7 separate regions of the Mus musculus genome follow, and all the other regions are linked to region 1. A link is a contact called in public Hi-C and promoter capture Hi-C data. All regions are on one chromosome and are shown on one strand. Each heading gives the region's core, a stretch centred on a gene start, on an enhancer-like site or on the middle of the called end of the contact. The rest is flanking DNA. Distances are from core to core; before and after follow the strand shown. Region 1 holds the start of Rell1 (RELT-like 1). Region 2 holds the start of Rhoh (ras homolog family member H). Region 3 holds the start of Rpl9 (ribosomal protein L9). Region 4 holds the start of Smim14 (small integral membrane protein 14). Region 5 holds the start of Ube2k (ubiquitin-conjugating enzyme E2K). Region 6 holds the start of Rfc1 (replication factor C (activator 1) 1). Region 7 holds the start of N4bp2 (NEDD4 binding protein 2).

What was found. Promoter capture Hi-C pulls out the DNA fragments that hold promoters and counts their contacts. Hi-C and Micro-C count contacts between places; a contact is called where the count stands out from the background.
Region 2: a promoter capture Hi-C map of pre-B cells shows a contact between it and region 1, with 2.2 times the contacts expected there. The contact joins the promoter of Rhoh here to the promoter of Rell1 in region 1. A contact is called at or near these places in 1 of 39 promoter capture datasets (pre-B cells) and 1 of 484 Hi-C or Micro-C datasets (pre-B cells).
Region 3: a promoter capture Hi-C map of pre-B cells shows a contact between it and region 1, with 2.6 times the contacts expected there. The contact joins the promoter of Rpl9 here to the promoter of Rell1 in region 1. A contact is called at or near these places in 1 of 39 promoter capture datasets (pre-B cells) and 1 of 9 other capture datasets (adipose tissue).
Region 4: a contact with region 1 is called in a promoter capture Hi-C map of pre-B cells, with 3 times the contacts expected there. The contact joins the promoter of Smim14 here to the promoter of Rell1 in region 1. A contact is called at or near these places in 1 of 39 promoter capture datasets (pre-B cells) and 1 of 484 Hi-C or Micro-C datasets (CD4 T cells).
Region 5: a contact with region 1 is called in a promoter capture Hi-C map of erythroid cells, with 10 times the contacts expected there. The contact joins the promoter of Ube2k here to the promoter of Rell1 in region 1.
Region 6: a contact with region 1 is called in a promoter capture Hi-C map of pre-B cells, with 4 times the contacts expected there. The contact joins the promoter of Rfc1 here to the promoter of Rell1 in region 1. A contact is called at or near these places in 3 of 39 promoter capture datasets (cranial neural crest, liver and pre-B cells), 1 of 484 Hi-C or Micro-C datasets (erythroblasts), 1 of 115 datasets of contacts at active chromatin or transcription factors (pro-B cells) and 1 of 9 other capture datasets (adipose tissue).
Region 7: a Hi-C map of uterus shows a contact between it and region 1, with 7 times the contacts expected there. The contact joins the promoter of N4bp2 here to the promoter of Rell1 in region 1. A contact is called at or near these places in 1 of 39 promoter capture datasets (pre-B cells), 1 of 484 Hi-C or Micro-C datasets (uterus) and 1 of 115 datasets of contacts at active chromatin or transcription factors (fibro-adipogenic progenitors).

What each region holds. Positions count from the first base shown.
Region 1 is chr5:63,967,593-63,971,001 of GRCm38.p6, reverse strand. Rell1 (RELT-like 1) reads left to right here and starts at 2,105. Exons shown (of 7, transcript NM_145923.4): 1 at 2,105-2,356. The coding sequence starts at 2,269.
Region 2 is chr5:65,861,671-65,865,300 of GRCm38.p6, reverse strand. Rhoh (ras homolog family member H) reads right to left here and starts at 1,717. Exons shown (of 3, transcript NM_001081105.2): 1 at 1,420-1,717.
Region 3 is chr5:65,389,362-65,393,096 of GRCm38.p6, reverse strand. It overlaps Rpl9 (ribosomal protein L9), which reads left to right and starts at 1,666. Exons shown (of 8, transcript NM_011292.2): 1 at 1,666-1,721; 2 at 2,105-2,151; 3 at 2,243-2,358; 4 at 2,614-2,709; 5 at 3,487-3,619. The coding sequence starts at 2,106. Lias (lipoic acid synthetase) reads right to left here and starts at 1,600. Exons shown (of 11, transcript NM_024471.5): 1 at 1,424-1,600; 2 at 708-877. The coding sequence starts at 1,468.
Region 4 is chr5:65,491,508-65,495,480 of GRCm38.p6, reverse strand. Smim14 (small integral membrane protein 14) reads left to right here and starts at 2,598. Exons shown (of 5, transcript NM_133697.4): 1 at 2,598-2,745.
Region 5 is chr5:65,535,826-65,539,269 of GRCm38.p6, reverse strand. Ube2k (ubiquitin-conjugating enzyme E2K) reads right to left here and starts at 2,025. Exons shown (of 7, transcript NM_016786.4): 1 at 1,724-2,025. The coding sequence starts at 1,786. It also overlaps a transcript of Smim14 not described here.
Region 6 is chr5:65,333,652-65,337,538 of GRCm38.p6, reverse strand. Rfc1 (replication factor C (activator 1) 1) reads left to right here and starts at 1,900. Exons shown (of 25, transcript NM_001347357.1): 1 at 1,900-2,015. The coding sequence starts at 2,013.
Region 7 is chr5:65,762,174-65,765,895 of GRCm38.p6, reverse strand. N4bp2 (NEDD4 binding protein 2) reads right to left here and starts at 2,375. Exons shown (of 20, transcript NM_001024917.1): 1 at 2,306-2,375.

The DNA.
Region 1 (3,409 bases), core at 856-3,355:
CTGGTTTGGTGACTGTTGATAATTTGTCCTTCAGTTTCTAAGCCCAGGATTCTCTCCTCTAATAGTTAGATAACCACATGAATGTTTGTTCTATTGCTTACTTTGTAGGGTTTACTATTGCTGTGATGAAACACTGTGACCAAAACAACTTGTGAGAGTGTCTTAGTCACTGTTCTATTGTTGTGGAGAGACACCATGACCATAGCAACTCTTATAAAGGACAACAATTTATTGGGGCTGGCTACCGTTCAGAGTTTTAGTTCATTGTCATCATGGCTGGAAGCATGGTGGCATGCAAACACCCGTGGAGAGGCAGCTGAGCGTTCAGATCCTCAGGCAGCCTTAAACCAGTATGCCTGGCTTGAGCTTCTGAGATATCAAAGCCCAATCCCCAGGGACTTACTTCCTCCATCAAGGCCACACCTCCTAATAGTGTCACTCTCTGGGGACAAGCATTCAAACACAGGAGTCTATGGGAGCCAGTCCTATTCAAACCACCACAGGGAGGAAAGGGCTTGTTTGGCTTACACTTCCACGTTGCTGTTTAATTATCAGAGGAAACAAACCGGGAACTCAAGCAGGGTAGGAGCCTGGAGGCAGGAGTTGGCCCCCAGACCGTGGAAGGGTGCTGCTTATTGGCTTTGTTCCTCGTGGCTTGGACAGTCTGCTTTCTTACAGAAACCACAATCGGCTGGGCCCTCCCCCATCAATCACTCATTAAGAAAAATGCCCTACAGACTTGCCTACAACCTGATCTTATGGAGATATTTTTTTCCAATTGAGGTTCTCAGACAAATCTCTAGTTTGTGTTGAGTTGACAAACAAAACAAAACAAAACAAAAAAAAAACTGGCCAGCACAATGTCTTTCCTCTGCATTCTTTCTCAGACCTTTCCCTTTGATACATTTGTCAGACTACAGGATGTGCCACAAATTGTGCATAGGATCCATAGTTCCTGTCTTTGACTCAAAGGGCAGGGCCTCCAACCTTCAGCTTCTCTCCCTGGTAATTCTCACATCATTGCTATTTGTAACAGAAGGGTGGAGGGTGTTAGAGAGGAGAAATAACTCCCCCTTGAGCATTAGAGGCCACCAGTCAGTTTACAGAAGGGGCTGAAGACCCACCCTCCATTCAGCTCACATCTGTCAGGACTGGGCTTTAAGGACCTTGTGTGGAGTCTCCACGGATTAGTTAAAACGAGGCTATTGGTTAGTTAAAAGGAAGCTAGTCAGAAAAAGGTACATTCCCCTTTAACAACTACTTCTGCCCTCTTAGTGCATGCTGTCCTTGAGCCAGGAGCTGAGATTAAACCTGCAAGCAAACACTGGAGATACATGGATCATGGTGGCCCAGGTCATGCAGACTTCATGAGCTCACTTCCTGGCCGGTGACATGGGGATAATACTCACCTTACCGAGCTGATGTGAGGATATGAAGACAGAAGTGACTGGAAAGTTGAAGAATTGTTCCAGGGGAGTGTTTGCAAGATGATTAAAACAAAACCCAGTCCAACGCAAGCAAACAACCAGTGTGTGGGGACGTGTTCCTCAATAGAAGTAGCTTAGACAGAATGGGATGGGGACAATTAAAAAAGTTTTTTTTTTTTAATTTATTCTCCTTAATGTTTAAACGATCAACCATGACTTTGAACGTAGCATTCCTTCCTAGACCACTAACGAAGGTTAATTAACTGGGTAAAGACTCCGATTGAGAAAAAAAAAAAAAACATCGCGCCATTCTGAAACTGCTGGTCCTGTCTGCTCTCCATCCTGGGCTTCCTGGCCTAACCTCTGCCTTCCTCTTCCCGCATCTGACTAGTCCCAGGACCCAGGAGAAGGGAGTAACCCGCCCCAGCCTGAGGCTCCCGCGCAGACCCGCCACTTGGCTGGGCAGGGTTAGCCCGCCCAGCAGAGGAGGCGGAGAGGGTCAGCAGTGGGCGGGGCTCGGGGTGGGGCCACGGCTTGGGCGCGCGGCTGACGCGACCCAAGGGTTTAGAGGGGAAGCGGGAGTGACAGGAGAGGCGCGGCCTGGACTCGGGGGCGGGGTCATGCGTGCGGAGGCGGGTCCAGGCTTCAAGGGACCGGGGCGCGGCGATCAGGGGCGGGGCTTCCGTGCGGTGGGCGGGGTCCTGGCGGGTCCAGGCTGAGCGGGTAGGGGCTCGCGGGGGCCGAGCTCCTGCATTCAATCCACCCGGCAGCCCTCGAGCTGCACCGTCTACCCCGACCCGGGACGCCGCGGCCGGGGCGAGGAGGGCAGAGGGACGCGGCGATGGCTCTGTGGGGACTCCCGGGGTCCGCTGTGCTTGCTGCTTCAGTGTTCGTGGGAGGCGCTGTGAGTTCGCCGCTGGTGGCCGCCGGTGAGTGCTTTGGTCCTGGTCGGGACGCCTGGTGAGTTGGGTCTGCGCACGGAAGGGAGCCAGGGGCTCGACGAGTCGGTCGAGCCCACAACCCCGCCGCGCCCTGAGTTGCGCGCGCCCTGCTGTGCTACCGGATCTGGCTCTGAACATCTGGGTGTCCCGGGGTGGCCCGGGCAGGGTGCGGCGCGCAGCGCGGCTCCAGTCCTTCCCCACCCGCCTGCCGGGGTCCCGCCTTCCCTCCCCGCCGCTTCTAAAAAACGGCGGGACCCCAACTCGGATTCTTCAGGATGTCGCTTTCCTGGGATGCCTTCTCCCTAGCCGTGGACCCCTTTCTACTGTCCTGGTCCTCAGAGGCCTCACCAGGCGAATATCTTGACACCCGGGATAGGGTTCTGCTTTCCAGCCTCCTTCCTCGCTTTATTTTCTTCTTTCCTTTTCATTATGTTAAAGCCTTGAAAGTGCCAGTCTTTGCAGGTGGTTATGGATTCTTTTAGTAAGTCGGGAATTTCTCACTCCTTCCCATACATGCTGGATAAATTAGGCCGGGAAAGAGGAAAGACATCTATAATGTATACTGCTTTTTCTTTGTATCAAATCCTGTCATCACAAAAGGAACCTCTGTGGTCGGGGTGGAAGCCACCAAGCCGAGACGCTGAGTGCTGTCTTCAACTACAAGCCATCAGCGGGAGTTTCTAACTGAAATCTAAGAGGTCTACCTTTTACTTAAGGACGCCTTTGCCTTGTGCTCCTGTTTTTATAAGGCACACACCAGGGATTCTTAATAATTGTTTCCCCCTCTTAATTGCCACCTCGCTGCAGTACTTAAAAAAAAAAAGTTAAGCCTTCCTGGCCGTTTGGGGTTACCACAGGCTGATTCTTACGTCAGCAGGCTCTGCCAAGCTTGCCTTCAGGGGTGGCTCCTCTTCAGGCCCAAATAATAAGCAGCTGGAAGGCTTCCAACGGTGACTGTCTTCTCTATAAAATATACGTGCTGCTCTTCTTTTTGGAGAATGTTCTAGTCACTCGGAGCTTTGGAGCCTGCTTCTCATTTGT
Region 2 (3,630 bases), core at 468-2,967, 1.9 Mb before region 1:
GTCAGAGACTTGCTTATCCACCTAGTCAACCTCCCCAGAAGAAAGACAGATGATTGAAAGTCTTTAAATAGGAAAACAGACACAGAGGTTCCCCCCGACCCCCACCCCAGGCCTTTCTCTGCATCCACAATGGACTAAGGAACACTGCTAGAGGCCCAAGGGGTATCACAAAACAGTCCTAAGCACTCAGAAGGTGGCCCAAGGATGCAAAACTGGCCGAGTCCCTCTACAAATGGCTAAAAGAAGGTTTAAAACTACAGAATGTAGTCTCTTCTCATTCATCTCTCCAGCTGGCCCACACCCTGTCTTTCTAACCCTGATCCGGCAGAGGGTAAACCACTGGGCCAGTCTCTAGGCCAGTCAGTCTCCTCTTTATGGAAAGTCCACATGGCCCTCCAAGTCTACAACAACCTTCCCCTTCTCCATCTGCTAAGCCCCCATCCTTCCTAAGGCTTCCTGCTAAGCCCCCATCCTTTATAAGCATCCTTCCTTCTGAGCACTCCAGCTCACTCCCAGAACCCTTCTCGAAACCCTACAGCTGTTAAAGCTTCTGTGACCCAGCTTCTTCTTCAACTGTTTCCTAACCTGTATCTTTCGCTGTAACTACTAGACTTGAAGGTCCACCGAAGGACGGGTTTCCTTATATTTCTCTTCTCTCATGCACAGCACCATCTTAGATCCGGTCGCTTGAACCCATCTGTCACAACTTTAATTTAGTGAAGCACCTAAAACCGGTGATTTTCCCCCAAGCTTTTGTTGCTGTGGATGTTACAGCCCAGCCAATCTATTGGCAGTGCACAGCATGAAACCTGCTGAGAAACTAAATTTAATCTAGAAATGTACAGAAAGGGGCCATTGGGATTGAGAATAGCTAGATAGGAATTCTGGGATATGGTTTTTATTTCGATTTTTTTTTTCTACATAGCTAGATAACTTTAAAGCTGCTCTCTGTGGATGCTGGAGGGCCCTTAGATTTCCTTCATCAAACACTGCTGCATGAAGTCTAAAGTCCCCACACAAGCAAGCTCTGACACAGCCCCAAGAACATATGGGAATACCTTAGAAACTAAGACTCAGTGGCACATGCCTGTAACTCCTGCACCTGGGAGGTGGAAGCAGAAGGGTCAGGAATTCAAGGCCATCTTTGACTTCACATCAGCCAGCCCAGGCTATCCAAGACCTCATCTCAAAACAAAAACAAAGCAAAATAGAAAGAAAACCAAAGTGTGTCTTGTTAAGACTCTAGAGTTGGGGTAGACGGCCGAACACACCCCCATCTCTGAGTTTAGTCTACACTTTGCAACAAATTAAAAAAGGTCATTACAATGTTCAGCCTAAAGAAGAAGAAAAAAATCTTAACAAAATCACAGAGATTCCTGAGACACCGAAAAAACATTTTTAAAGAGGCAAAAGTCTTACCTGGGGTAGAATGCCAAGTCTCATCACCAAAATGACTGACTCCGGAAGTCTAAGTAGCTCTCCACGCCATGTAAAAGCTAACGTAGCTCAAATCTATTACTGCTGAGAGTCCCTCCTGAGGTCTACCTCTCTCTCTCTCTCTCTTCCCCAAGGCTCCCAATGAGTCACTGTTGGAAAAGCTGCAACACCGGACTGGCAGAGTCCAGCCCAAGGTGGTGGGCCTCAGTGTCGGAGGTGACCGAGGCAGAGGAACACTCCGAAAGTGACAAAAGCGATTAGCAAGTTCCTGTGCCGAAGTGAGTTTCCTGTGGCTGGCTTCTCCACAAAGGGGTTTCGCCTGTGTGGGTTTAGGGGCCTGTGCGCATGTGCGTTTGTTTCCCTCCATGAGCCTGTGAAACCTACCCAAGCAAGAGGCCAAATAGGGCTTTTGCTGCACGGCTGGATTTCTGTTTGATTACCGTTTTATCCTTTCTGGATCGTTTCTCTCTCTCCATTCCCTCCTGTTGAGGGAAGGAAAGGGGGTGAAACTGGGATGATTCTTTCAGGAAATGAAACAAGAGAGGAAAATCGGTTTCACTGTCCTGGCTGGTCTCGGTTAACTTAAGCTTAAGTAAAAGCACTTAACTAAGAACTTAACTTCCGGGCTGAGAATGGAGCCTATGGGTAGCGTACTTGCCTGGCCCTGTGTTTGTGCCCCGTACTGAATAAAAGCCATAGTTCCTGGCACACACCTGTTATCCCAATGTTCAGAAGGATCAGAAGTTCCAGGTTTCCCAGGTATGATGGCACCTGCCTTTAATTCCAGCGCTCAAGAGGCAAAAAGCAGGTGGAGTTCTTTGAGTTCAAGGCCAGCCTGGTCTACATAGAGAATTCTAGAACATCCAGAGCTTCACAGAGAGTCTCTGTAAAAAAAAAAAAAAAAACTCAGCTGTACACGGAGTTCACCACCAGCCCAGCAGGAGACAGTCGGTGGGTTCTCTGGATCACTCTGCCTTATTAATAATGAGTTGTGCTGCCAGTATTAGTAACAATTTAAAAATGAAGGGCATAGCAAAAGTCAAGTAACCGCCACAGAGCAGCACCTGGGCCGGGAGGTACTAGACCCTGTGCTGTTTTCTGACCCCTCTGAGTTTCATTATTTGACTAAAAACACAACTGTACTTGTCCCTCCTCGCTGTGCCAGCCAGGTGTAGAGACCATCTGCCACAATGTAACCCCATGGTCAAACTGCCTAAACCAGCCATTTGACTCTCCTGAAGTATTAACACCCTCCCCCCTCCCCTCCCCCTCCCCTTCCCATGCCCCGCCACCCTAAGTCTTGAATCACTATAAATGCTACTGACCAGGATGGTAACTTGCTCAAAATATCGGAGTGCCAAGTAGGCAAACAGCAGAAAGACCTTAAGGCAGACATGAGATTGGATTAGCCAGGCCTTAGGTACTTTAAATGGGATTAAATGGCACGTCTCTAATCCCAGCACTCTGGAGGCAGAGGCAGGCAAATCTCTGAGTTCTGGTCTACAGAGTGAGTTCCAGGACAGTCAGGGCTACACAGAGAAACCCTGTCAGAGAGAGGGAGAGGGAGAGGGAGAGGGGGAGAGGGGGAGGGGGAGAGAGGGGAGGGGGAGAGGGGGAGAGGGGAGGGGAGAGGGGGAGAGGGGAGGGGAGAGGGGGAGGGAGAGGGAGAAAGAAAGGGGAGGGTGATAGGTCAATGTACTTGAAGCGTGGTATGGACAGAAGAAAGGAGACAACATCAGGCTTACAAATAGACACATAGAAGCCTCTATGAGCCCCCCCCCCCCCCGTAGCAATTTACTAGTAAAGTAGGAACTTAGTCTCTCTCCAGAAAATTCCTTGTGGGAAGCTTGATTACCACTGGAATATTATTAGGTAGGCAAAGCACAAATAATTTCTTTGCCTCTGAGTTTGTGTTTCTAAGGGTGAGGGCAACTGCTACAAACACCAACACCTCTGCCAGATGAAATGAGTTTAAAAAAAAAAAAACAAGAAATCTCTCAGGAGGGTGAAGTCAAAGGACTAGGAACTTGAGGCCATCTTGGGGATACACAGAGCATTTCCAGGCCAGTCTGGTTTATGAGACTTGTGTTTTAAGTTTAAATAGAGAAATATATGTGTGTTGAGATGAGGTCAAGAAAAAGTGAAAAAAAAAAATCAAACAAGGGTTGGGTTCAAAAGGAAAGCTTGTGCCCT
Region 3 (3,735 bases), core at 417-2,916, 1.4 Mb before region 1:
TCTCAGTTCTGAGTTTGAGGCCAGTCTGGCCTACATAGAGAGTTCCAGGTTAGCCAAGAACAAATAGTGAGTCCCCATCTCAAACAAACAAACAAAAGAGTAAGTTAGATGATCAATACCCATTAACAATTAAAACTATATGAAGGCATAAATCAATAAAGTAAGCCAGGTGGTGGTTGTGCACACTTTTAATTGCAGCACTCAGGAGGAAGAGGAAAATGGATCTCTGAGTTTGAGGCCAGCTTGGTCTACAGAGAGAAGTCTAGGGCAGTTAGGGCTACATAGGGAAACCATCTCCAAAAACCCAAATAAATAAAATAACTATCAAGAGAAAAACCTATACTTTCTCAATTAGATGCTAGATATAAAATGGGATATGGCAGCATAAAATGGTCATTTTGGAAAGGATGAAGAAATGGCCAAAGGGTACAGAAAAACCTACAAGGCTTGATTAAAAAAGAAAAAAAAAAAAAAAAAAAAAAAAAAAAAAGCACAATGCCAGGCAGTGCATCTTTAATCCCAGCACTTGGGAGGCAGAGGCAGGTGGATTTCTGAGTTCGAGGCCAGCCTGGTCTACAGAGTGAGTTCCAGGACAGCCAGGGCTACACAGAGAAACCCTGTCTCAAAAAATCAAAACCAAAACAAACAAACAAACAAACAAAACCAAACAATGCACAAAGTCAAAGTGGAATCTAATGTTCAATTACCTTTCTCCTTTCTGGCGCTTTAAGTTTCCTTTATATTCATCCCATGTACTCTTGTCTGCAAGATCACCAGATACAAAATCTTGAAGGTCTGGTCCATTATGCAAAAATTCCTTTTTCTTATCTGGCAAAGAACTTAATGCTCTAACCGTGAACGCATATCTTCCAAATATCTACAAAAAGGGTTCAGTACAACATTCACTCAGTAGACTCTGAAATAATTTAGTTTTAACCCATTATAATACCAAAGCTAAAGAAATTGATTCAGAAATTATGTAAAACGATTTAAGAGCTCAAACTACGTAGATCAGAACCTGAAAAAGACTCAAGGTGAAAGAACCGTAAGTCACGGCGGCTCAAACACGTAATGCAGCTCTCAGAGGAGGCAGAGTGAGGAGTCGTCTTTGGTCTAAGAATTTAGTTTCAGGCCAGCCTAGATTACAGAGACCCTGATGCACGCTCAGCCATGACAAATGGGGGAAAAAAGTGGGACGCAGATCAAAGTTAACCGCTAAATATAGGTTAGAAAACCTTAGTGGGTGACTTAACATGCCACGTTTTCATGTCTTCTATTCCTAAAACAGGTACTAAAATATGTTGTCAACAAGTTTGCAATAATTAAGATATGCCACAGCTGTCGGGGCTTTTAAAAAAAGGATATCTGGAACAATTTCCCTAGTTTTGAACTTAGGATAAGCAATGGCGTTCCCGCCGCTCACCCGGGACCCCAGGCTGCGAGCTGTATCCCAGCAGCGTAGAGCCATCCCCCTCTTTTAGGTCTCAGGAGTGTCAAGGGATCGAGGGAACAGCACCCCCGGCACCGGACGCGTCCAACAACTCGTCGCTTGAGTCATGACGCGATACGTCGTCGCCGACCGGCGCGACTCGACTAGCTCGGCAATCGAGTAGTTCCGCCTTAAAGCCGTCGCTCGGGTCGTGACGCGACACGCAGGGCCCTGACGGATTACAAGAACGTGATGACGAAAGACGTTCTCTCTTTGCCCCATCTACTGCGAGGTGAGGAGCTTAGGGACCGGGTGCCCCGGGAATCTGAACCCATCCTCTGTTTGGGGACCCCGGCGGCATGGAGCCGATGCCCCAAGGCTTTGTCCCGACTGTCCCCCAGCACGACGTGCGTCCTTGGGACTTGGTGGCGCGAGCTGGAAGTGGCGTTCGGGCTTTCAGGCCCATCTCGGTCGTAGCCCTTCCGCCATGGCGCACCGAGCCGGGCTTCCTTACTCTTCTCCGGGGCCCCCGGTCCAGTCCTTGTCCCGGACACACCTGGGTCCTTGTTGCCGGCTTTCGTAGCTGGCGATTCCCGTTGGGAGCGGAACGCTGCCGGGTCTCGGGTGTAGAGCGTCCCCCGCCCCAGCCGTCTCACCCGGGTGTCTGTGTTTCAGGATGAAGACCATTCTCAGCAATCAGACTGTGGACATTCCAGAGAATGGTGAGTAGATGGCTCCCCGCCGGCCGCTGACGGCTTTCCTGCATGCTCTAAACCCCGGCCTATGGTCTCACCAGTTCACTTTCTCGTTTAGTCGAAATCACTCTGAAGGGGCGCACAGTCATTGTGAAGGGCCCCAGGGGGACTCTGCGGAGGGACTTCAATCACATCAACGTGGAGCTGAGTCTTCTTGGGAAGAAGAAGAAAAGGGTAAGAACTTGTGTCTTCCGATGCTTCGGGTGCTTGCTTGTAACAAAACCCGGTAACCGATGTTAATCCCCCACCCCATGCGTGGCCGAGTGGGTTACTCGGACTCAGTTCTTTTATGAGTGAACTTGGGTGTGTGTGTGTCGTCCCTCTGGTGTCCTGTGCGTGTGACATACGGTGCATTTGTACATGGCTTTGCGTGCTAGTACTCGCCAGCTAAAAGTGCTGTGTTTTAATTCTAAAGTTGTTGTGTTTCAGCTCCGGGTTGACAAATGGTGGGGTAACAGAAAGGAACTGGCCACCGTCAGGACCATCTGCAGTCATGTTCAGAACATGATCAAGGGTGTCACGCTGGTAAGTCAGCCCTCCACTCTGCCCTTTAACCCTTTGGAAGAGGTTCCTTGGGTGTGTATAAATGTCTAGGGCCAGGATGGACTGTACTTCTACAAAGGAGGCACTTTCAGATATTGGGGGTGGGTTAGCACAGATCAGACCCAGGAATTTGCTGGGCAGGCTCCTTTACTTCTGTTTCAGGGGTTTTGTTTGTTGGTAGATACATATAGTGGAGATTGCTGGCTGGTATGTTTGGGACTCAATGGATAGAAAAGACAGCCAGAGTTATACTCTGTCTCAAAAAAACAAACAAAAAGATCTGACTTGTGCATCTCTGAAGTTACTGTTCTAGATCCTTTCTCCCAAAACAGTTAATGCTGAAGAGGTGTTGTTTTATAAACACAAGCTGTACTTTGTATACCTATTGGATCGTGTTACCCTGTTGCTCCTGGGGAGGACTGGGCCTTTTGTTTAGTCTGGAGTCACTTATTATCTGGTGGTGTCTGTAGTAACTCCACAGATGCCTAATGCCAAAAATGAGGATCTTATGCCCTCAAAGGATGAGATAGTAAAAGAAAGCTTCCTCCTGGAGCTTTGGGAAGATGTTGCAACTTGCATATGGTGGGTAGAGTGCGTGTGTTAAATTTCCACGACATGACAAAAGCACCTTAGGGCATTTAGAGCTGACTCTAAATTCAGCCTGGGGAAACTGAAGAAGAGGAATCTCAAAATCTAGGCCAGCTGAACCGAAAACTTTGAGTTTGTTCAGGATGGCTCACAGTTGCTTGTTTGATGCAGGGCTTCCGATACAAGATGCGGTCTGTGTACGCTCACTTCCCCATCAACGTCGTCATCCAGGAGAATGGCTCTTTGGTTGAAATCCGAAATTTCTTGGGTGAAAAATACATCCGCAGGGTTCGGATGAGGACAGGTGTGTGTGGGCCTTGAGGGATGATGGGAACTTGCTACAGTTCTTTGTCCTTGGGTCTGGATGGAGCCTTGGTGTTCGGGTGTGGTGAAGACTGTTGGGTGGTCCTGAGCTTGAGG
Region 4 (3,973 bases), core at 1,349-3,848, 1.5 Mb before region 1:
GTGTAAAATTCTGAGCCCAAAAATGCTCTTGAAACTATGGAACTGAAAGGGCAGAATTAGGAATTATACCTCAATAAGGATGTTAAAATACAAAAGAATTCTTAGAAAATTAATTTTCAGTAAATCTGAAATGAATTAGACAACATACATATGCTTAGGTAAAAGAAAAATGAGATAGACGAATATGGTGTCACCTGAAGAAAACAAGATATGTAAAAATAAACAAATATTTTTGTAAAATATTCTTGCATAAGGCAGCAGTGATAACAGCGTAATGTTTGTAACCTATCAAGAGTTGAAGTAAACATTTCTGGGCATGGCAGTGCAAGCCTTTAACCCCAGCCCCTGAAGGCAGAAGCTGGTAGATCTACGTTCCAGGCCACCCTGGTCTACAGAATGAGTCCCAGAACAGGCAGGGCTTCAGAGAGAAACCTTGTCTCAGAAAAAGAAAGAAATGTCAAGAGCATCCAATAGGATGGGAACAATTACAAATGCCATCTTGGGCCCTAGAAAGATGGCTCAGAGTTTGAAAGCAGTGGCTGCTCTTCTAGAGGACCTGGTTTCAATTTCCAGCCCCCACATGGCAGCTCAGCACTGTCTTGTGGCTCCAGTTCCAGGGGGATCCGACACTCTCACACAGACATACATGCAGTCAAAACCAATGCACATAGAAGTAAAAATAAGTTACATATATGTGTATGAAATGCTGTCTTCATAAAGTGCTAGTATTACATGAAAAAGGATAGTGTCACTTGGTTGATGTAGAATCTCTGAAAATATTTCATGCAGACGTCAAAGAAAATAGGTGACTTTAAGGAATAAAGTAAAAATAACGCATACAAGTGGATTACAAGCTGGGAAGTCAGGTTCGTGGTGTATTTGTTTGGCAAGTGGTCGAGACAGGGTTTCTCTGTGTAGCCCTGGCTGTCCTGGAACTCACTTTGTAGACCAGGTTGGCCTCCAACTCAGAAATCTGCCTTGTCTCTGCCTCCCAAGTGCTGGGATTAAAGGCGTGCACCACCACCGCTTTTTGTTTTGTTTTGTTTTTTCAAGACAGGGCTTCTCTGTGTAGCCCTGGCTCTCCTGGAACTCTATGGACCAGGGAGCCTTAAACTCAAGAGTTCCACAGACCTTCCCTTCCTCGTGCTGGGATTAAGGGGATGTGCCATCACTTCCCGGAGCAGTTTTGTTTTTCTCAGCTCAGCCACTGAGAATCATGAAGGTTTCTTTCCTCTGTTTTAAATATGGGATGTTTCTTCATTGAAATTTTGTAGTTACAGTGTGTACCAGGGAAGACAGAGCTCCCCTGCTTGTTTTCGCTGGTCGGGTTTTGTTTTCTTTTCTAACTTGTAACCTTACCAAAGAAAGCAGGCCATACCTCAGTAGAACACGGATTGTGAACCATGTAGCCAAAGACAGACTGTGCAGCACTGTTTTAAAGGGTTTTGTTTTTCTTTTTTTGTTGTCAGATTGTTAAACTATTAGGGAAGAAAATGAAATTCCAAGTGGATGTTTTCTGCCGTTCACTATTTTTTGTCCAGACTTTAGATTCTCAGGATAATTTTTTTCTTGTACTTTCTTATAAAAATATGCTTAGTTTCGTCCAGAGTTCCTCGAGGTCATTGGATACATCTGTAGAATTACGGCTGCCACAGCTGCTTCCAGAGGTGCTCTTTTTGCTTATCAGGCTCCACACTTCAATTTGCTGGTATTTCCCGTCCTTTCTTACATGGGAATTAAGCTGTCTTTGGATTGTTGAAATACTGCTTCCTAACTTCCAAGCCCAAGAATGGTGTGCTGCTACCTCCTTTGGCCACATTCCCTCCTCCACTAGGAGGGCAAACCCATGGCTAGGCTCCCCTCACTTTTAAAAACAAAAAACAAAAAAACCCAGACATATTCTATGCTGCACTGGCTGGGCTCAAATTCACATACTCCCACCCACTCCCCCAGGGTTTCTCAATGCAGCCCTGGCTGTCCTGCAACTCGCTCTGCAAACCAGCCTGTCTCTGCTTCTGCTGTTGAGCCATCACATCCGGCTTCTAACATCTCTCTTTTAAGGTTAAGGTTGAACTTAATTTAGGTCTGTTTTCCAATCCAAAATCCGAACGTCATCAGGATCACTCATCCCTCCCCACCTCCCAGCTGACATGCTTCTGTAATCTTCGAGTTCCGATTTTCACGCGTGCCTGATGATGAACTCCCACCGCCACCTCTGCAGGTAGACCGGGTCTCAGCAGTCATCAATTTGTGCGCGCGCCCCTCCGCCTAAGTATGACTAAACACCGCCGTGGACAGAAGCCATTCCCTCGACAAACAGACAGACACGTCAGATGATCATGACCACGGAAGACAGCACGGAGGCGACGTGGGACAACTTAACAGCCGGGTTGCCCTTCCTTCTCGGTGGAGCAACCCCACCCCGCCACACCGGAACTGCCTCCCCCACGCCGGGCGCGCCCACGCACGTCAGCGCCGGAGCTGCGGGAGCCGCCCCCCTCCGACGCAGGTGGCCCGCGCGACACGCGCATGCTCCCTAGGTAGGGTCACGAGCGGCTCCGGGTGCTACAATCTGTTGCGCCGCCCTCGGGGAGCCCGCAGATCCGGGTCTCGTGGCTAAGAGTGACGTGGTCTATCGAATCCAAACAGAGGGGAGGAGGCCGGCGGCCAGCAGCATCGGCAGCGACAGCGGCGTCCGGAACGCTCCCGGCCGCCACCCTCCCCGCCCGCCGCTGTTTTGGGCGGGTGAGTGTCCCGTCCCCCCCTCTCTCCCCGGCCCACCGCCCTCCTCGGCGACCCTCTTGGCGTCGCCACTTCTGTGGCCGCGCGCACCCGGGGACCGCTGCGGCGGAGCGGGCGCCTTTGGCTGGGCGCTGCACCCGGGGAGCCCGCAGCCGCTGGCCCGGCAGCCTGCAGCTGGGCTGCACAGGCACCCGCAGTCCGGGTGCTTTCACTTTTAGGGCCCCATAGGCGGCGCGGGCGTGCAGGGGGTTAGGGACAGTCACCCCGAAGGCCGGGCGGTGGCGTTTGCCTGGTGGGTTCGATGAAGTCACCCGGACGGGGCCCTTTTGTTGTGGTGTGTTGGTAGCTGCCATCCTAAAAGCCAGAGCTCTTCTTTAGCCTCCATTGTGTTGCGGATTTAAAGGATTCCCCTTTTCTGTTGGTTCAGTTCTGTTGGTTCAGTACGTGGAGCCGGGGCTGACAATGGAGCAGGTAGCAGCACCGTTATCGGAAGGAATGCAGGGCAACAGCCTGGCAATGGTTTGAGATCCGTGTCGCTGCTTAAAGCCGAAGTTTTCCGAAGTGGCTGCTTAAACGTTAGGATTTTAGCCAAGATGATACTTGCTAACTGTAGCGAGGCGGCAGGATGCTTTTAGTTGCCCCAGTTGGAAAAGCCGAGGATGCGGCCTTAGTAATGGAGTGCCCTGGGTTTACAGCTGGAGCGCCTGATGAGCTTCAGGAAGCATTTATACCTGCATGTGTGGAAGACACCCTCCCGATTTTGTGTTGTGGTGTCACTTGGCAGCTATCCGTACCAGAATTGGGAAAAACCTACAGTTTACCAAGGGTTCTAGTCTGGAAACGCTCGCTGCCCTGTGTCTGCTGTGGAGGTTAGGGGAAGCAGCTGCGTGCTCCTGCTTCAGGTGACTCCCTGCTCGCGCAGATTCCTTCAGTGTAGCCGCCCACCCTTTTGCCCTCCGCACTCAGACCAGAAAACCAAGCCTGGATGTTCCATCGTGTTTTCGAAAAGGGACATTTCCCCCTCTCCAAGATACTTATAGTGTTTCTGTGGAAAGCAGCAGGAAGGAACGAGGAAACAGATTGATTGCTGTCCATCAAATCTGGGAAGAAGTCTTAGGAATTTAGACCCCTATCTTTGAAGGGTGTGCCCTTGGGCAGTAACGGACCTCGTATCAAATCTTTTCCTCCTGTGTAGATCATGGATTTTCCCTCTTTTTTTTCTCCCATACTT
Region 5 (3,444 bases), core at 776-3,275, 1.6 Mb before region 1:
CCTTATTATAGATGTTTGAGGCCAACAAGATTAGGTATTATCTTCCATTAAGAAACCCTGCCTCAAAAAAACGGGAAAAAAAAGAATATATATATATAAACAATCCCAAACTAAGTTTGCTTATTTAAAAAGTTTAAATCACCGTTAAAAATTTGTGAATACAGCCATTCACACTGTTTCTGCATTGTTCCACAAAAAATACAAAGTCATCCTTCCATTCAGAGTTTTGGCAAATGAATACAGAGGTCAGAGTTCATGCTACGTAAGGCAGATCACTACTTACTTCTTAGTATGCTCACTAAATCTGCTAATATTGTCATTTCAATTTTAAGTGACTTTCTACAAGTCTACTGGGACGATGGCTAATGATCTGCAAGCTGGAAGGCACAAATATAGGTGGAGAGCTACAAGATTTGTAACAGTTCCTCATGTGCTTAAAAGGCTTAATTTTAAAGATCATAATTGACATTATCAAAGCATCAAGCAAGCCTAGAAGAAAAACATGTAAACCTGAAAAAAATAATTACTTACAGAATTTTGTTGTTAAGTTCAATCATAGAAAAGCTAGCATTTTTGTCGATTTAGGTGGAAAAAGTTGTACTATTACTTTTACAGATGAGTAAAATTATTCAATCACTCTCAATATTTCACATAAATAAATTTGGCAAGCATTAATGTACTTAAAATTTGCAAGACTTACAATGTACTAGGAGTTTTATTTTTCTTAATATGCTATTTCCTGCTATAATATTGTGTCAAAAAAATAAACCTAACTCAATAGTGAACTACAATAACGTGTTATCTGATGAAATCCCTTGTTTTTTAATAGGCCTGTTTTTAAAAGTGAGACTCAAGTTAACTATGAGGGACATCATAATGAAGTTTCACAGTACAACACTAGTCACAGAGGCATTGCCCTAGGAGAGCCTGACACTGGTAAACAGTATTCTGAAATAGGCTACTCAGACACTCCATTATTCTCCCTACTTCAAATCATTTAATTAACAAACAACTTGCCTTTGACCAGACTAAAAGCTTTAAATGTCAATGATGAGGCCTAGTTACGGGCTGGGTCCGTAGAAAAGAGATTACCACCTCATTCGGAATTATTTCTCTATCTGTAGTGGAAATTGTTTCAGTTCCCTTCCCATTATGTCTCCCTTTCCCCCAACACTACACTGGAAGGGAGTAACTCAAAGTCTTCCCCTCGTCTATACCTAAAGACTGTGGAGGTTCCTTCCCCAAGGAGAAGACAGCAAAGGCCCCGGCCGGCGATCTCCAGAACACCCCGAAAAGCGTGGGCCTGGGGGGTGCGCTGCGGCCGGGGGATCCAGTTACTACCTTTCCCCTTCCCCCAACCCACTTCCCGGGTTTTCTCGGCCTGCTCCTTCTTCCCCACCGCCTAGTCACACTTCCAGATGTTGCCGCCACCGCCTCGGGGCTCCCTCTAGAGCTCACGTGCCCCCGACGAGTGCTTCGGCATCGGCCCTCCAAACCCCGTTCCTCCCCAGGCCGGCCGGCCGGCCAGCCGCCCGCGAGACCGCCTCTCCCAGGGCCCGGGGAGGGGAGGGAAAGGCGGCGGGAGGAGGAGGGGAGGCCGCCGCTTCCCCAGAGGCAGAGAGGCGGCCGCAGCGAAGCCGGCCAGGGCCCGCCGGGGGTCGCGGAAGGAAGGGGCCCTGCCGCCCGGGGCTGAGATGGGGGCGTCCGGTAGCTCGTTCCTGACCTCCTCGCTCTTCAGCACCTCCTTGAACTCCCGCTTGATTCGCTGCACCGCGATGTTGGCCATGTCTCTGCCCGCAGCTGATTCGTACCCGCCTCCTCCGCCACCGCTACGACCACCGCCACCGCTGCCACCTCTTCCTCCGCCGCCGCCTCCTCCCTCAGCGATTCAGACCCGAGCACACGAACGCTGCCACTGCCACCCTCGCCGTCGCGTTCCTCCTCACTGTAGAATCACCTCCGCGCCCGGCCACCAAAATGGCGCCGGGTCCGCGCATGCGCACCACGCTGACCCGACCGGGCGGCGCAGCCGCTCCAGTGGGAGCCCCATACGTCTCCAGCAGCGAGCCCGCGCCGCGCCGCGCCGCGCGTCTCAGCCGGGGCTTCGGCCGCGTGGCTCCGCCCTGCCGGCGGCTGGGGCCAGGAGGGTGCGGCTTCGCGGCCTGTCCGCGGGGTCTGGGCCTGCCGGGTCCTCCCCTGCCCCTCGGCCTCCTTTACAGAGAGACCTCCAGTCCCTAGGCTGGGACCCGAGGTGGGAGCCCGGCCTGGCGGGTGTCCCCGGCCCTAGCCGGGCCGAGCCCCGCTCTAACTCGGCCAGACCCAGAACCCACGGGCTCGAAGTGCCTCCCTGTGTCTAGCGGAGGAAAAAGCTATGCAGGAACTGGGTCCTGCCCAGCGTCCGTTGGTAAACCCCCGGGAAATCCACTGCCGTAGCTTTTGTTCTGGAACCATGATAAGGCAACTATTATTCGGTCATCTCAGGTATTACAGATGTTTAAGGTTGTGTAATGGTTGTGTCCCACGGCTTGTAATTGATACAGGTGTTGCCAGAAAGAGGCCTGTGATGGGTTTAAAAGCCAGAAGTTACATCTTTGCCCTGTTTAGATAATCAATGCTGAACTGCAGAACTAAGGTGTTTTTCAAACTTGAAAGTGCCTCGGAATCCCTGGAGAGCTGGTTAAGATTGTTAGCACCTATCTCTAGAGTGTGGATGGACCTAAGAATTGGCATTCCTAGCAAGCTCCCTGCTGCCCGTTTTTCAGCGGCCACGCTGTGGGAATGACTGGATTAAGCATGTGAAGAACTGTATTTATTATAGTGACAGTTGAAGAAATAGAAGGCCGAAAGAGCTTTAAACTTACAAAGGTGTTTGGCGCTTGTATTGAGTGAATATAGTTGAGTGGAGAAAAGAGAAACGAGTAAAATTATTTAATTGAGCAATAACGTGGAGAGGCTATTTGAAAGTGGTTAGTAGAGTTTAAAACAATATGGTGTGGGTGCTGAGAGGTACTTTGAAAATAACATTTTGAGCGCCGGGCATGGTGGCGCACGCCTTTAATCCCAGCACTCAGGAGGCAGAGGCAGGCGGATTTCTGAGTTCGAGGCCAGCCTGGTCTCAGAGTGAGTTCCAGGACAGCCAGGGCTATGCAGAAAAACCCTGTCTGGAAAAACCAAAAAAGTAAAAATAAAAAAAAAAGAAAGAAAATAACATTTTGAAATTATGAAGGTGTTATTGTAGGAATATGTTTCATGTATTCACCTAATCGATCAGTTCCGTATTCCATTTTAAGACTAATGCTAGCTGAGTGTGGTGGTACAAGCTTGTAATCCTAGATTGGGAGTCAGAAGCAGGAGGACCATCAGTTCGAGAATCATGTTTCCCTCATCTGTGAGATAAGGAGGTTGTTTAAACTTCTAAGAGTTCAATTTTTCTTTTTTTTTTTC
Region 6 (3,887 bases), core at 651-3,150, 1.4 Mb before region 1:
ACCATCAGAGAATGCTATTACTACTTGATATGTGGCAGAAATAGTTGTGTCTTAACAGATGAGGACCCTGAGTCACAATTACTTCTCTATGGTCTTGTAACTATTACATAGTAGAGCAGGAACTGAACGAATGGCTTCAGAGGGACCTAAGCAGGGAAGTCCTTCTCACCAGTGACTGTTCACTTGTTTCTAAGTTGGGGATTATTATTGTTGGTGAATTTTAACCCAGAACAGTGCAAAAAATGCATGTGGGTTACATGTTACAAAAAATGCAGAGTATGGTACTCACCTTTAATCCCAGACTCAGGGAAGCAGAGGCAGGCGAATCCATATTGTGTTCCAGGCCAGCCAGGAATACATAGAGAAATCCTCACTCAAAAAACCAAAATTATGTTGCAATAGACATCTACTTAAATACAAACTCTTGTATTCCTGAAGGCTTTACTGTCTTTCCCAGTAGATATGGTGTCATAAAATGACAAGACCCAACAAGAAGTGGTTAGAAAAAGATTTCAAAGTTCAAGGCCAAAGTTTGATACTGCCCTCTACACTAAATTCTTTGATAGTCACGTTTTCTCTTAAAGTTATATGCAATTGTTAATTTCTATTCCACAACCAGGTTGCTCATTTACTCATAGGAAACTTGCTGGCCAGGTGTGGGCTACCACCCCTATAATCCCAGCAGTGGGGTGGTGGAGGCAGGCCCACTAGAGTTTCATAGCAAGAGCAGCTTCCAAAGCTTGCTTATCCTAAATCTTTTCTTGTTTTTTTTTTTTTTTTCCCCTGTGTGGGCGTGTCTTGGTTATGTCAAAGATTTGACTATTCTTTAAGAGACTTAATGAAGCTTTAGGAAGGAATTAAGGGGCTAGTTTTCTTCCTTCCTTCCTTCCTGTCTTTCTTTCTTAGATTTATTTATTATATGTAAGTACACTGTAGTTGACCTCAGACACTCCAAAAGAGGGCATCAGATTTCATTACGGATGGTTTTGAGCCACCATGTGGTTGCTGGGATTTGAACTCAGGACCTTTGGAAGAGCAGTCAGTGATCTTAACCGCTGAGCCATCTCTCCAGTCCCGGGGGCTAGTTCTCTTAGCTTGGTAGTTTTAGAGCAAAGACATTGGGGCTGAGGGTTGCCCAGTTGGTTGCATGCATTCACAGTAGCTCTGAGTTTGATCCCTTGCATCGTGTAAAGCAGGAGTGTTGGCATATATCTGAGATTTCAGCGTTTGGGAGGCAGTAGAGAAATCAGAAGTTCAAGGTCATTCTCAGCTACATAAGGAGTTTGGGACCTGGACAAGTCACATGATCTTCTGCCTCAGAAAAACAACCCCCCCAAACAAACAAAATGCCTTTACTGTAAACAGTCCGTTAAATGCAAACATATACCCACGTGATGGAAGGTTCCCTGAAAGTTGTTCTCTGACCACAGCTTGTCATTCCATCTTCAATAGATAAATGTATTAAAAAGTTAAAAAAAATGTCCATTCACTAAGGGTCTGTTAGTTTGAGCCAAAATCAATAGGTCAAACATTAAAAATAAAATAAATCAGTGTAAAGTTTGATGAGAACAGTTGACCTTTGCGGGGCGCATCGAATACACTTCATCCTACCGTGGTGGCAGTAAGAACTTCTGGAAGCGGCTACAGAGCACTGCCCTTGCAGCACGTGCGTGTACTGCAGGAAGGAAGCCACCTGGGAACCCGGCTTAGAGGAAGTCAGCCTCAGATCCCAAATTGGGCGTCTCCCGGCCACGATCGCACGCGCACTCGCCGTCCTACAAGGTAGCAACCCTCCGGTTGCTAGGGCTGTGGTCCTGCACCCAGTGCGCAGCTCCCGCCTCGGGGCGGGGCCGCGGGGAACGCGCGCCTCCGACGTCATCGCCGCGCGCCGCCGCCCGCGCTTCTGCTACTTCGCGGGAGAAGTTGTTGGCGCCAATGGATCCCGAGCCCCGATAACGAATTACCCCAGCCACGGGCCTGCCCACCTGCTCCTGTTCGGTCGTGGGGCTGCGATGGTGAGCCGCCCGGGAGGCCGTGCAGCTACAGAGGCTTTGCAGGCGGGGGTGTGAACGGGGCGCCGCCGCGGTGCGGGATGGGGAGGACGATGCAGAGGGCTCCGAGGGGCCCGGCTTAGGGTGCGGGGCGCACCAGGGACGCAGCTGCAGGGAGGTGGCTGCTACGCGGCAATTTCACATCCCCACCCCCCCGACTCTTGGGGGAAGGGAGGAAGGAAGAAGAAAGTTGATTTGGACGGGGCGTTAAAAGTTACTTTCGTGTACAGCCTTGTCCCAAATCATCTCTGTTGGAGTGCTTCCTAAAGTCCCGACTTCAAGCTTTGCGTGGAAGAATGTCACACTTGGCTTTCGCAGGGAGAAGTTTGCTCGGGCCTTCAGCTTGAATCAGCTTCCTGGAAGCGAGTGTCAGCTGTGACACAAGGAAGTTTATTTGTTTATTTTGTTTAGAATAATTTATAGGAGTTGAGCGGATCCTGGTTTACCAGGAATAAAAACACGGCGAGTACAGACGGATGTTCTGTATTTGACAGCTGTCATCTCTTATCACCTGTTACGATAAGTAGTTTTTTTTTTTTTTAAACCTCAGTTCCAACTTCAATAATTCAATGTAGTGGACATTCAAATAGTTTGAAAGTGAAATTGTTTGAAAGTCCCTGGCATAGGAGACAGATACAAGTTGGAAATAATTTTTAATTTACTGGACCACTGAAGATGTTCAGCTAATCTACAAGATATTTAACAATCACACTTACACACACTTTTATTATTCTTAAGCTTGTCAGAACACCAGCATGCAGGGGAGAAAAGTGTTACACCAAACTGGAAAAAGTTTCAGCTCTCTGTTTTTTATTCTTTGGGGAAAAAAGATAGTGATGGTAGCCACCCAGAGTCGGCCTTTTTATTTTCGGGATAATATGTGAGTTTGCTTTAAATACCGTCTAGAAATTCATCTGAAGTGTTGTTTTGGAAAATATTTATTCTTATTTTAGTTATGTGTATCTGTGTTTGTATATGCACACATAGTTTGTGTATGCACACATATGTTTGAAGGCCCATGGTAGCCAGAAGAGTGTGTCAGATCCTCCAGAGGTGGTGTTACAGGTGGTTTTGAGCTGCTTTCTGTGGGTGTTAGTTCTGGAAGTCAGGGTCTCTGCAAAGAACAATATGCACTCTTAACCACTGAACCATTTGTTCAGCCCCCAAGTCCAATACATTCTTATTTGACTTGTAACGTGTATGTTGTGTCTGAGTATATTTCTGTGACTATGCATGCCTGATGCCATCAGAGGCCAGAAGAGGGTGTTGAACCCTTTGGAATTGGAGTTGAACTCATGTCCTCTGAAAGAGCAGCAAGTACTCTAACTCCTGAGACATCTCTTCAGTCATACCTCTCCAGTTCATTGGTGGTGCATGACTTTAATCACAGCACCTGGGAGGCAGAGGCAGGTGGATCTCTATAAGTTTGAGGCCAGCCAGCTCTACAGAGTGAGTTCCGGTACAGCCAAGGCTACACAGAGAAATCCTGTTTTGAATAAATTACGTGTACAAGTGTTTTGTCTGCATGCGTGTATGTGCAGTGCATGCAGCCCTGGTCCCAAGAAGGTCAGAAGAGGGCATTGGGTCCCCTGGTACTGGCGTCATACATGGGTGTGAACCATCACGTGGGTGGTGGAAACTGAAGCCAGGTCCTTTGCAAGAGCAGCAAGTGCTCCCAATCACTGGACACATCTCAAGCCTCCCAAGTTCTTCGTGGTTGTTGTTGTTGTTTTGTTTTTTTGAGACAGGGTCTCTCTCTATGTAGTCCAGGCTGTTCTAGAGCTTACTATGTAGAGCAGGCTGGCCTTGAACTAACAAGAGATGCTTCTGCCTCTG
Region 7 (3,722 bases), core at 1,126-3,625, 1.8 Mb before region 1:
ATAGGAGTTAGCCTCTAATTGTGTATAAGATAAATGCCTTTACCATGACTTAAGCCGGTTTTCCTATTACGTTCAGTACTGCCACTTGACAGCGACTAAAGCCAACAGGTGAACAGAAAGCTCTGAGAGTACAGTACACTGATCTGCAGGAAACAGGGGTCTGTTACTGCTTTCCAGGTTGAGTTTGTTGTTGCTGCTGCTGCTGCTGTTTTGGTTTGTTTTCCTCATTAACTAAATCGCTGTCTCTCTGCAGAAGAGCAGCAGCCATTTCTTTCTAATTCTTCCCAATACCTCCACCATGTAGCACACACACACCCCCATCTCCGCAGAACATTTAAATAATACGTTGGCATAGTAACTGAAAATTGACTGACCTTTAACCAAAACAAAACAAAACAAAAATCGGCTGAAAGAAAACTGAACCACACTTATCAACACACAAAAACGCATTGTTATGTTTCGTAAAAATTATTTTTGTGAAAACTGAACCACTGGAGTTCGAACGAGTTGCATCTGAGAGCTAATTTGAAGGCCAACCGTAGAAGTGATTTTTTTTTTTAAGGAAAGAAAAGGCGAATGGTGCTATCGAAGGGTACTGTATTAAAAAGAAATAAATTAACTGGGGGCGGAGAGGCAGCTGCAAATCAGTCATTGTTTTCTGAAAGGCCAGGTTATCTCCGGGATTTTTTTTCCCCCCCTCGGAGGCTCAACCAATCCCCACCTTTTCTGAGTTAACCAGTCTCCAGGCAAGCCGCGCTTCTTGATTGGCTCGGAGACACCGAGTAGAAAAAGCAGCCAATCCTTCGCAAGCCAGACCTGTGCTATGGAGACGTTACAACCACTGCATGGCAAGAGTGTGTACAAACCTGTCGGTACAGCAAGGCCACCTCCCACTCCTAAAGACATGTGCGGAAGGATTCCCTAAAGCCAGCGGGCCCTGCCTCCGATCTGGCTGGCATCGAGTTAAAAAAAAAATTCTTCCCGCTCTCTTTTTGGGGCAGGAATAAAGAAAGTGTTGTAACCAAAAGCGCGAGCGGGATAAACTGCCCCGCGGTCTGACTCCGTCTCTCGAAGCCCGGTTTTCGGAGAGCGAGAGGGAAAGTTACGGATGGGAAGGGGTGAGGGTCGCGGGCGCACCCGCCCGGAGGGAGGCCAGCCTGCCGGTGTGGAGTGAGCTTGCGAGCGAGCGTGCGTGCGTGTGGTTTGGAAGTGAGTAAATAAACAGCTCTACGGGCACTACCAGCCCGGGCAGGCGGCCCAAGTTCCCACAAGGCTCGGCCTGGGAAAACGGCGGGGCGCTCGCAGGGGCGCGAGGTCAAGTCGGGGCGGGAAGGCACCCGGAGAATCCGGGGGCGGGAGGGGTGTGTCGGGGCCTGGAGGCCCGCCAGGCGCTGGAGGAGCTGCCGGGGAAGCTGCCGCGGCGCCCGCCTTCGCTCGGCCTCGGGCCCCGCGCCAGGGCCCGCCTCCCGCGACGCCTCACTCCCCTTCCGCCCGCCCGCCCGCCCGGCCCGTGCCTGCCCGGGGTTGCCGCGTCTCTCGCTCGCCGCCCGCCTCGGGCCCTCCTCCTCTGGGACTCCGCGCTCCCGGGATCCCCTCCCGCTCTTTTCCTCCCCGAGTCCCGCCGCCCGCCTCGCCAACCTCCGCCTTTACCTGCTGCGGGAGCGGGGCGTCGAAGCCCCCGGGCCGTGTCGTCGAGTAAGCGCCGCGGGTCCGCAACCCTTTCCCGCCGCCGCCAGCCACTACGCTCTCCGGCGCGGCGCGGCGCGGCGCGGGGCTGGCGAGCAGCTGTGTCCGCGGGGCGGGGGTGGGGGAGACGCAGCGAGCGTGCGGAGCGAGGACACACTGCCGCTCTCCGTCCGACCGGGGAAGAGCAGCCGCGCAGGAGCCCGCCGCGAGAGGGCGGGTGGGCGGCCGCGTGGGGAGGGGTCTCGCGGCCGCCGCAATGGCTGCCACGTAGCCAGGTGGATCTCCGCCCCCGCCCCGGGGCCGCGACCTCTGCTGCTCCGCACACCCCCCACCCACCCACCCCGGGCTCTCCAGGATGCGTCGGCCCGCGCCCGCCACGGCGCCGGCCCGGAGACCCGAGCCCACCGGTGCTGGCGCCTCGCTGGCTCCGTTACGAGAAGTGAGTCCCGGGCCTGGCGGGAGGCGCAGCCCGGGACCCGCGGGGCCCCCCGAGGCTCTCCCGGAAGCTTGCGGCCCGCCGCTGTCCCCCGAGGGCTCCGGGGAAAGGCAGGCGCTGGGACCCCCCCTACTGCTGCCCGTGTAAGCGCCCCGGTGAGCCGCGGCCGGGTCTAACCCTCACCTCTCTCCCGAGCCCGAAAAGCAAAACAAGGTCGTTCTGGCCCTGGGCAGCGAGGGAGGAACTAGGAGCTGGGGCGGGCGGGACTGCAGCTGCGAGGTCGGCGGGGCGAGGCGATGGGCCCCGCGCTGTCCCCCACGGGGGCCCGCTCACTCGGGGCGGACGGGCGGCGGCGCCCCGCGGGAACAAAGGGCCCCGCGGCCCCAGCAACCGGGACGGAGGCTGCCGGGATCCAGCCCGCGCCGCCAACGTGCGGTCGGAACCCGCTGGCCTGAGCCCAAAAGAGCTGCGGCCTTTGCCAGTGTGGAGCTGGAGTTTTCAGGTGCCAAGAAAAAGCAACAGTGTTCCCTTTCCCTGTTAACGATCCTGGATGATTAGCCCGTCCCCTAAGCCCGCTCCATGTTTTTCCTTGTTGGACTCTGACTTCCTTGCTTAATTTGTTCTGTCCTGACATGAAACGATCAGAGTACAAAAGTGTGTGTCTCTCTCTAGCCTTCTGATTAATGATGCTACTGGTCGTTTCGGAGTTTTTAGTTTTGTTCTTTTTGTTTTTGTGTCTGTTTTCTCCTGGACTTTCCTCTCTCTTTGCAATTACTTTGTATTTTTCACTGCCCCCCCCCCCCGTAGTAAAATAACCTCTTGATATTCATCCACATCAGAGAGACAGATTATCTGTCAATTGTTATGGCAATTATTTAAACTGAATGTAGATTTGGAAAGAATACAAGTGAAAAAAATCCCTTTAGATCTGGCTTGAACATTCTCACACTCAATGAGCAAATGGTCTAGTGGGGTTTTTTCTAGAAACTGGTGTATTTAAGCAAAGAAACTAGTGTACTTAAGCAAATAAATGTTCTAATGAAATCTCCCACACAGAAAAGAATATGAATGGATGTGTTTTTTATTTTCTTTGTCTTTTTAGAGATCTCTTGAGTTTCAGTGTTTAAAAATATATACTATACAAACATCTTTATTAAGGCTTATTCTAAATATGGTAAACAAAAGAAATTTAATAGTCTACAATCCCGAGCGTAAGTAGCTACTGCTGAGAACCTAACATTAATCTGTTTCTAAGCAGCTATTAGGAGCCTAATAACTGTAATATATGCCACTTTTGAAATGAAAGAAACTTAGTAATTATAGACTTCAAACAAACCTAGCAAATTTATATTAATTTTGTTCATCTGAAATATGTTCAACGTGATAATAAAAACTTGTATTTAAGTTCTTGAATTTCTTTTGAACATCTGTTAAGGATTTATCACATCTTAAGTCCAAATAATAAAAGGGGGGAATTCTTAAACATTAGAAAATATATTTCAAGGGACAGCACCACCCAATCTGAATTACTTTTGCTTACTATGTCAAAAGAAAAGTATCAAACCCATAAAATTCTCACAGATGTAAAGAACAAAGCCAT